Linked DNA regions of Mus musculus: region 1 is linked to region 2. The links are chromatin contacts, called in public Hi-C maps. All regions are on one chromosome and are shown on one strand. Each heading gives the region's core, a stretch centred on a gene start, on an enhancer-like site or on the middle of the called end of the contact. The rest is flanking DNA. Distances are from core to core; before and after follow the strand shown. Region 1 overlaps Prkcz (protein kinase C, zeta). Region 2 holds the start of Prkcz (protein kinase C, zeta).

Evidence for each region. A called contact is a pair of places that touch in the nucleus more often than the background predicts.
Region 1: a Hi-C map of CD8 T cells shows a contact between it and region 2, with 1.7 times the contacts expected there. The contact joins the enhancer-like site here to the promoter of Prkcz in region 2. A contact is called at or near these places in 13 of 484 Hi-C or Micro-C datasets (CD8 T cells, cortical glia, embryonic stem cells and 5 more), 2 of 115 datasets of contacts at active chromatin or transcription factors (embryonic stem cells and memory CD8 T cells) and 2 of 9 other capture datasets (adipose tissue and pancreatic islet).

What each region holds. Positions count from the first base shown.
Region 1 is chr4:155,306,519-155,311,003 of GRCm38.p6, reverse strand. The region is part of intron 4 of Prkcz (protein kinase C, zeta); the gene reads left to right. Among named protein-coding and RNA genes, the nearest start is that of Prkcz, 53 kb to the left of the region's middle. Within about 2 kb of position 2,708, at least 100 of the 459 cell types and tissues checked have an H3K27ac peak or open chromatin away from gene starts, as enhancers often do. A contact at or near this core is called in CD8 T cells, memory CD8 T cells, neurons and 1 more, where this site is marked.
Region 2 is chr4:155,359,100-155,363,077 of GRCm38.p6, reverse strand. It overlaps Prkcz (protein kinase C, zeta), which reads left to right and starts at 1,650. Exons shown (of 18, transcript NM_008860.3): 1 at 1,650-1,926. The coding sequence starts at 1,856.

The sequences.
Region 1 (4,485 bases), core at 1,459-3,958, 53 kb after region 2:
CTTGGGTATTAAATGGTCTAATGATGTAGGGCACTGCATACCTATCCCCTACATCCCCTGCATCTCCTGCATCCCCTGCATCTCCTGCATCCCCTGCATCCCCTGCATCCCCTGCATCCCCTGCATTCCCTGCTTCCTGCCCCAGTGCCTGAGAGCAAACCCAGGGCTTCGTGTACGCTAGGCAAGTGCTGTGTTGTGTGTCACTGAGCTACATACATCACCAGCCCCTTTTTAATCTTTAAATCTTGAGGCAATGTCTCATTCTGTATCTCCCACTGGCCTGGAACTCTCATTCCTCCTCCTAAGAACTGGGGTTCCAGGGTTCCGCGCATGCTCTACACACTTGGGCTCCGGGCTCCACGTCTTTTGATGAATGCTCTCATCCTCCTGAAGTGTCAGTCTTCAAGACGAGAAGTGTCGCACGTGTCCCTCCACTGAGACAGACTTGTCCCATAAAGCCATCAGAAACTGAAATTACTGGAAGTTGAAATTCACTTGGCACCGCTGACAGAGGCGCTTCTTCGTTTGTTGAGCCCATGAGCTCAGGTAGACTGGAAACTGTTGCTCTCTGCCACGTCGAGCGTTGTAACAGTCGTCCCCACCCATTAGCCAGGGAAACATACTAAGTTCAAACCAGATTTCCTGCTGGATTTGTGTTGATCTCACTCTGTAAAGTCAAAAAGTCCTAAGTGGGCCCATTGTGAGCTAGAAAGTGTTATATATCTTTAAAACCCTCTTACCTGAAGCCTCAGTTGCCCTGTAAAAGAACAGCTATTGGGCTGGTGAGATGGCTCAGTGGGTAAGAGCACCCGACTGCTCTTCCGAAGGTCAGGAGTTCAAATCCCAGCAACCACATGGTGGCTCACAACCATCCGTAACGAGATCTGACTCCCTCTTCTGGAATGTCTGAGGACAGCTACAGTGTACTTACAATAAATAAATAAATAAATCGTTTAAAAAAAAAAAAAGAACAGCTATTGAGGTTGCTGTGTGTGTGGTGGTGAAGGGAAACTTACTGTCTGTATAGTCTATTTTGGGGGATTTTTTTTCTAGCTCCCCTCCACCTACTGTCTATATAGTTTATTTTGGGGATTTTTCTCTAACTCCCACCACCCGGACATCCAAATCTGCAGGTGCTCAGGTCCCATGTATGAGACACCACAGTATTTTCACATAATCTTTCCATAACCTCCCATGGACTGCACCTATGCGCCCCCACAGCCCCTCCAGCGTGCTCCGTCTCACCTCGCCTAGCTGTGACAATTTTCCCTCTGCCTGAAATACCCTTGTTAGTGATTTTTTTTTTTTCCAAAACCGCAGATTTGCTGACAAGTAGTTATCCGGGCTTTGTTTGTGCAGTGTGCGTTTCCAGTTCAGTTTAGGCTCCCGTTATGCAGCCTTTTCTCACCCAGCTTTGAATCCCTACCTGAGTTTGCTGAGTCAGGTGTGCCAAACATATTTCAACCTACAGTATCTTCAGAGAGAGAGGTCATGAGGCTTTGGAGGTGATGTGGGTAATGTAAGGAGGTTGGCGTCCCTACCAAGAGAGACCTTGAGAGGCTGTGCTCATCTAACACCCCACTATGAAGGACATAGGTGCAGTCATCCCCAAGCCAGGGACAGGCCTCACCTGAACTCAACCCAGCTCCAGGTAGCCTCTGGAGCTATCTGAGGAAGAGTGTCTGTTGTGGAAGAAAGCGGCCTTTGGTGCCCACATGGTAGAGACAGATCTCTACATCCATCTCTTGTCTTAGTTACCTGAGCTGCTGTTCCTGTCTCCAGTCAGATATCCAAGCACTGAGCCCCAGCCCATGTTTTCCATATAGGCCCTAAAGAATCAGGAAGGCCCAGCCTGCCCCCACGGTCACTTTCCTCCAGTGTGGCTTTGGTTTCTCCAGCTTTCCTCACTCACCCTTGGCTGGAGGCTTAGACTGGTAGAAGCCACACGTTTCCCTTCCGTGGTTCTCCACAGCAAGTTACATTCATAGCATGCCTCCAATCGAGCTCTCGATAGTAGCCTCTGTGCCCTGTGTTCTGTCCATTGCTGGCTTCGTCGAGTCCTGCAGATTCTAGCTCCTGAGCTCTAGCCTTGGCCCTCAGATCTAAGGACTTAATCCAGTCCACTGACCGTGGGGGAGGTGGGCAGTGATCCACTTGCTGTGTGCGCGTTTCCTCCATCGACAGGAGCCGTACTTAGCACGAGTCCATGGCAACTGAATTACTTGGAAGTTGATGTCTTCCCATTAAATCAATAAAAAGAAAACTACTGGTCAACCTTCCAGCTGGCCCTCTCAATTTGTATCATAGTGTACTTGAGTCTTTGCATCAACTAGTGCAATGGTTGGCATGTGCTGGACTTTTTCCAGGTCTCCCAGGGCCATTCTTCTTAATGTTTACTGGTCAGGAAAGGATTCTTGGTCTCCTAGGGTTCCTGGGGCTCCTGGGACCCATAGGCAGCCCCTCTTCCACAGCCCTGTCTGTTTCTGGTAGATAAAGGGATAGCATCAAGTTTATGCATCCCCAGAACCTGTGTGGCCACTGTTACATAGCAAGCTGTCAGGTCCCTTAGTCCTCCTCTGCCTGCCTGCCTTCTGATCCTGTTCTCTGTGAGAGGCTCAGGCACGGGCAGAGAGAGAGACTGTGTGAGGTTTGTCCGGGCACCTTCAGAAACCCTGTTAAGGCGTTTCATCCAGCAGAGGGCCCCCGAGATCCAGCCAGAGCATCGCTGTCCACGTGGACAGTTTTCCCTCCGGAAAGAGCTGCCCCTGCCTCACACCAGTGTGAGTCTTTCTCTTTCCTTCCCTGGGAACCACGGAGCAGCTGTTGTGGGATTTATTTCACCGCTCCCCCAGATGGCAGCACAGCTTCCCGTAGGCTTCACTGTAGTACTTCACAGAGCCTGTCTGCCGTGTCTGGCTGCTGGGGAGGATCTGGTATCTTCCTGCCCACCTGAGACCCAGGAACCTCAGTGCCTGGTTTCCATCAGAGGTCACGGGTCCTGTATGTGCTCACCAGGCACCTGAGAAACAAGCTCCAAGCCCCTTGTCCTTTTCCCTGTGACACAAAGTACCTCACAGATTTTCGTGTGTGACACGGCCGTTGAACCCAGGAGTGAGGGTACTGATGACGTTTCGGTGTTGTGATGGATAGATGCAGATGGCACTGATGGGTGGTGGTTGTAGCTGGCCATGAGCAGTAGCCACAAGGTGACCCAGACTTACCCTGCCTCCTTTTGGTCCCACTCAGTGTGTGAGCATCCAAGGTGACCCACCACAGCCTAACCAGCAGTCAGAGTGTGTCTGTCTGTCTGCCTGTCTCTCTCTCCTTGTCTCTCTGTCTCTCTCTGTCTCTCCCTGTCTCTCTGTCTCTGTCTCTCTCTTGTCACTGATATCACTAGAATACATTTCTGTTGCTTAGTATAGGTATTAAATGAACAATCTCAAGGCTGGAGTAGGTGGGACTACCAGGACCTGTGCCCATGGAATAGACAGTAAGCACACACTCCCAGGAAGGGGCCTCTTTCCTGTGTTCTGCCCAAAAAGGAAGTTGAGGCTAGAAGTCTGACTCCCAATAGGAACTGACCAGCCCGGGTTCAGTTTGTTTCTTAGCCTTTTGAATGTTTTCCATAGCACATATCAGTTGTACATAGTAATGGACTTCACTACAACGCTTTCAAACACGTGCATAGTGTATTCTGTGCATGCCGTTCCCCCTGTTTCTGTTTCCCTCTCTTCCTCTGTTTTGGTTTGTTTTAGATGAAGTCTTGCTATGCAGGCCAGGCTGACCTTGGACTGGTGGCAGTCCTCCTGTCTCAGCTAATGAAGTGTCGGGGTCGTGGGTGTGAGCCACCACGCCTGGCTTCACATCTTATCTTCCTCCTCACACCGGTATCTGGGTCCCTTTACTACGGTTGGCCGGCGTGACCTGGGTGAATCCCCACTGAGGCTCATGCATCGCACCAGGGACACTGTCTCATGGCCAGTTTTCCCCCTACCCCACCCCCACCCCCGTCTTCCTCTGAGCAGCAGCAGTGTGTGAGCTTCTCACACATCTCTGATGCACCAAGGATGCCCCCTGCAGACAAGGGGACTGGGGCTTCTCCTCTGTTTGGCTGTCTCTTTGCTGCATGTTTTTCTACATCCTCTGGTGTGTTGTGGTTGCAGAGGGACACACCCAGGGCACAGAACGGGGCAGCTGAAAGGGTGGAAAACCCACGTGGGAACCTTGCCTGCTCCCCTTGCTCACAAACAGCCCGTCTCCCACGCGGCCATAGCTTCCCACGGTTGCAGTTCCCGTACCTCTCTACCCAGGCCTGTTTCTATGATTTCCCTGTTATTCTTCATTTACCTTCGAAAGCATGACATGTGTAAGCCTTACTTTCATCTGGAAGATGGATCAGTGTTGAGAAGCAGGAAGTTTGAGATGGGATGGGAAAGTCCCTAAGGGCAGGAGGTGAGCGCACACTCAGATGGCGTCGTCCTACCC
Region 2 (3,978 bases), core at 401-2,900:
AACAACACCCTGGCTGAATCTGTTGCTGTTAAGGGTTAAGCTGGACATGGTAGAGCACGCCTTTAATCTCGGCATGTTGGGGGGGGCGGGGGCGGGGGCGGGGGAAGACAAGCAGTCTGAGCTTGAGACTAGCCTTGACTACAGAGTTAGTTCCAGGACAGCATGGGATACACAGGTACATAGCTACACAGAGACAGACAACCAGACAAGCAGAAAAGTAAGTAAAAGTCCAAGCAGCACAGCCTAACTCAGGCTGTCATTTTAACCGCTTGGAAGACTGTGTGGCAGGAGGATTAAGGGTTCACCAGCTACCTTGCAGAGGACCTGCCACGCACCCACATGGCATCTCACAACTTGCTCCAGTTCCAGGGTGAGCCCAGAGCTCTTCTAACCTCTCCAGGGCACTGCACCCATGAGGTGTGCAAATACACAGGACTACACATGCTGGCAAAACAACAGTCATACACCTAAAATAAAAACTTTCGTCCATTTCCCAACGCTAAAATAAACAAAAATATGTCTGTGAACTCAGTGTGACACACATCTGGAATCTCAGCACTTAGGAGCCTGGGCGGGTGAGGACAAGGAGTGCTAATAGCCATGACAGAAGCTACAGAGGTGCAGAGAACCAGGTTTGAGTTCAAAGGGTTTTGAAAAATTATCTGAGGCATTACTGGGGATTACCGGGCTGGCTACAGCCTCCGTTTCTCTAATATTGAGATTGTAGGCATGCCACCATTTTTTTAAAAATTATTTTTAAGATTAAAGTGTTTAAAAGCCACTTAAAGCCTGCGGGGGTGGCATATGCCTTTAATCCCAGCACTTGGGAGCGAGAAGAAGGTGGATCTCTGAGGTCAAGGCCAGCCTGGTCTACAGAGAGAGCTCTAGGGCAGCCTGAGCTACGGAGAAAGCCTGTCTCAAAAAACAAAACAAACAAAAAGGCATCTGAAGATGACCAGGTGGCTGCCAATAGGTGTCTTCTAGAGAGAACGCGGGATGTAAGATCAGGGCCGCTGCGTCTTTTCAGCCCTCCAGCGTCACCTCAGTGCCTGGCACCAAGAAGAACCAGGCACGCGTGTGGAATGTAAAGCGAAGGGCTAAGAAGACCTTACGATTCTCCAGATCTGTTCGGCGGAGAAGCTAACTGGTGCAGAGGCGGCGAATAAAGACAGGCCCTCCTGGCTGGGGATGCGGGATGCCCCTGAAGTTGGGAGGGCTGGGACCGGAGGGCCAGACCAGCTCGCACTTTGAGGAGTTGCTCAGCTCCTCGCAACCTCGGGGACGCTGCGGACAGCTGGAGTTCGTACTCCGAAGGTCTGAAAACATCGGACAACCCGCACCTCCAAAAAGTTTGCCCGGCTTTCAGCACAACAGACCCAGCAGACTCAGAAGCACGGGGCGGAGTGGCCTGACTGTCCCTGGACTATTCGGGTCGCCGCCCGTTGCCGGGCAAAGCCACTACGTGCGCGCTCCCATTGGCCCAGGGCCGCGCCCGACAGGTAGTTCATCCTGCACTCTGGTTATTGGGCCGCGGCCGCGCGGCCCCCCGAGGATTGGCCCAGGTGGCGGCCCCGGGGAGCCCTCATTGGCCACAGGTGCCTCCCGCCTCGTGGATTGGCCGTCTCGATGGCCAGGTTCCGCCCCCATCCAGTGTGCCCCCAGCTCCGCGCACCGCCCAAGTTCCGCGGAGTTGGCGAGGCGGGTGCCGTCTGTCCCGTGCTGCGCGCTCCCTTCCGCGCGCTCCCTTCCGCGTTCCGCCGTCTGCCCCGCCTGGCAACCCGGCCCTTCTCCGGGGCCGCTAGCCATGGCCGGAGCGCCCTGGAAGCAGCGCTGACGGCGGCTGGCTGAGTGCGCCATGCCCAGCAGGACGGACCCCAAGATGGACCGGAGCGGCGGCCGCGTCCGTCTGAAGGCGCACTACGGCGGGTGAGCGCGCAGCGCCGGACAGCGGGCAAAGCGGGTTGCGCGGCGGTGGAACTTCGGGGCTGTCGGGGTGCTGCGCGCGAAGGAGGCAGGGAGGCGACGACGAGGCGCCCCGGGAGCTGCGGTGGCGCCCTTCAATGTGGCCCGAGGGAAACCTCGAGGGCGGGGCGCACTCCGCCTAGCTAGTTCTCTCTGGGCGCACACAGCAGGCAGGTGTTGTTGCGCTCCTAGCCTTGGTCTCAGTCAGGGACTTTAAGGACAAACTTGCATGGTCTATAAAAGTTTTCATCAGATTGTGAAAACCTCTGGTGCATTAAAAAAAAAAAAAGTAAAAAAAAAAAAAAAAAAAAACAACAACAAACCCAACACACCCAAGATTATTCAAATTGGCCGCTGTTTAAGTGTAAGGAAAACCTTTGATCCATGGCACGCACAAGAATGCTTGAAGTTGTGGGAACACCAGAGCACATTTTCGCAGCTTTGGTTCGGGGGGGGGGGGGGGGGACGGGGGACAGAACTTTTTGAAGCTCTCCAGAATAGTCTTGCCCTGTTTTTTAGGACAGGGATGATGGTCTTTTCCGTCACATTCCTGGAGGTGGTTTTGGGGGCTGGCCTCGGCCCTTAGCCCTGGATTCCGCCTTGTTTTCCGGGAGGGAGAGGGTGGAGTGGGGAGGGGACCGATAGGGGCATGACAGTGGTTAGTATGGTTGTCCAGGAGCATTGAGTGATGAGAGCGGAGTGATGGTGTTGGTTTTCTGGTGGCTGGTTCGCCCAGGCTGGGTCGGAGAATCCCATAATCTTGCCCCTGATTGTGTAGACAGAAGAGGGTAGAGGCCTAAGGCTTTGACAGCTTCTTGCTTAGGTGCTGTGTGTCCTGGAACCAGCCTGGGTACTCCCAGGTCAAGGGTCAAGGGTCGAGGGTCGCTGCTCTTGGGAAGGAGAAAGGGAGTGGAGTGGAATGCTGGTCCTGTGGCTGAACTGGGCTCTCAGCATTCCTAGGAGTTTTACAGAGTGGCCGGTCCCAGCCACAGAGACAAGTGACTGGTCCTTTGGAAGTGGTTCCTTGCCTGGGTAGAAGATTCTCTTTTCAGCCTCAGGCCAACTTCTGGTGGTCCTGGATTTGGAGGCGGGTTTCTGGTACAGCCAGAGAAAGAAAGATTTCGGGGGTTGGGGGTGGTGGAGGCAGCCAGCCTCACCCAAAGTTGAGGTCTGCAGCCCTGACTCTGGCCTGGAGTGCCCTGCCAAAAGGGAACGCTTAGCTGTGTCCTCTGGCTTGCCAGATTCTGTAGTGAGCCTGCTAAAGCTGACAGACTCTCTTCTGCCTGGAACCCCCTAAGCTAAAGCCGAGGCCCTCAGGGGAGGGACCCACCCTTCCCTTAGGGCGGGTTTAGCGCACACCTTAGGGTCATGGCTCACCTTGGACAGTTCCCCCAGTCCTGGACTTGTCAGTCTTGCCTACCCCTCCCTCCCTTTTGCCCCTGGGGAGCACTTTGGTTACTGGCAGTGTAATTCAACCTGTTGACTCCAGTTTCCTCAACTGACAAGAGCTGCACCCCCTTCCTCTTCCTTCCCCTCTCCCTTTCTCCACCCCTTCCTGCACTCTCCCGTTTCTCCCCACTTCTCCACACCACTGCACCCCTTCTGTACCCCCCCCACCTCCTTTCATCTCCCCCTGGAAGAGTCTCCTCCACAGCCTTCCTCCCCACTTACTCTGAAATCTGCCAACTGGGTGCCTCTCCAGAGCTTGAGCCCCAGGCAGAGATACTCTCTCAGCTGTGAAAGTTGTGGATTGGGGAAGATGTTCTGTCCAGGAAGGCAGTGTCTTGGAGGCTCAGGGTTAGACACTGCCTTAATGGAGGTGACAAAGTTGAGAGTCAAAGATACAGCCCTGTCTTTAGACAGTGGTGGCCATTTGTCCTCTGGTTGTTCCTCGGCTCCTCTGAGGCTTGAGAGGAGTGCTGCCACCAGTGGTCACCTGTATTTGAGGAGTCAGGCCACTCTGTGTTCTCAGGGGATTACAGGAGAATTTGACATTCAAAGCTGAGGTGCCTGCTT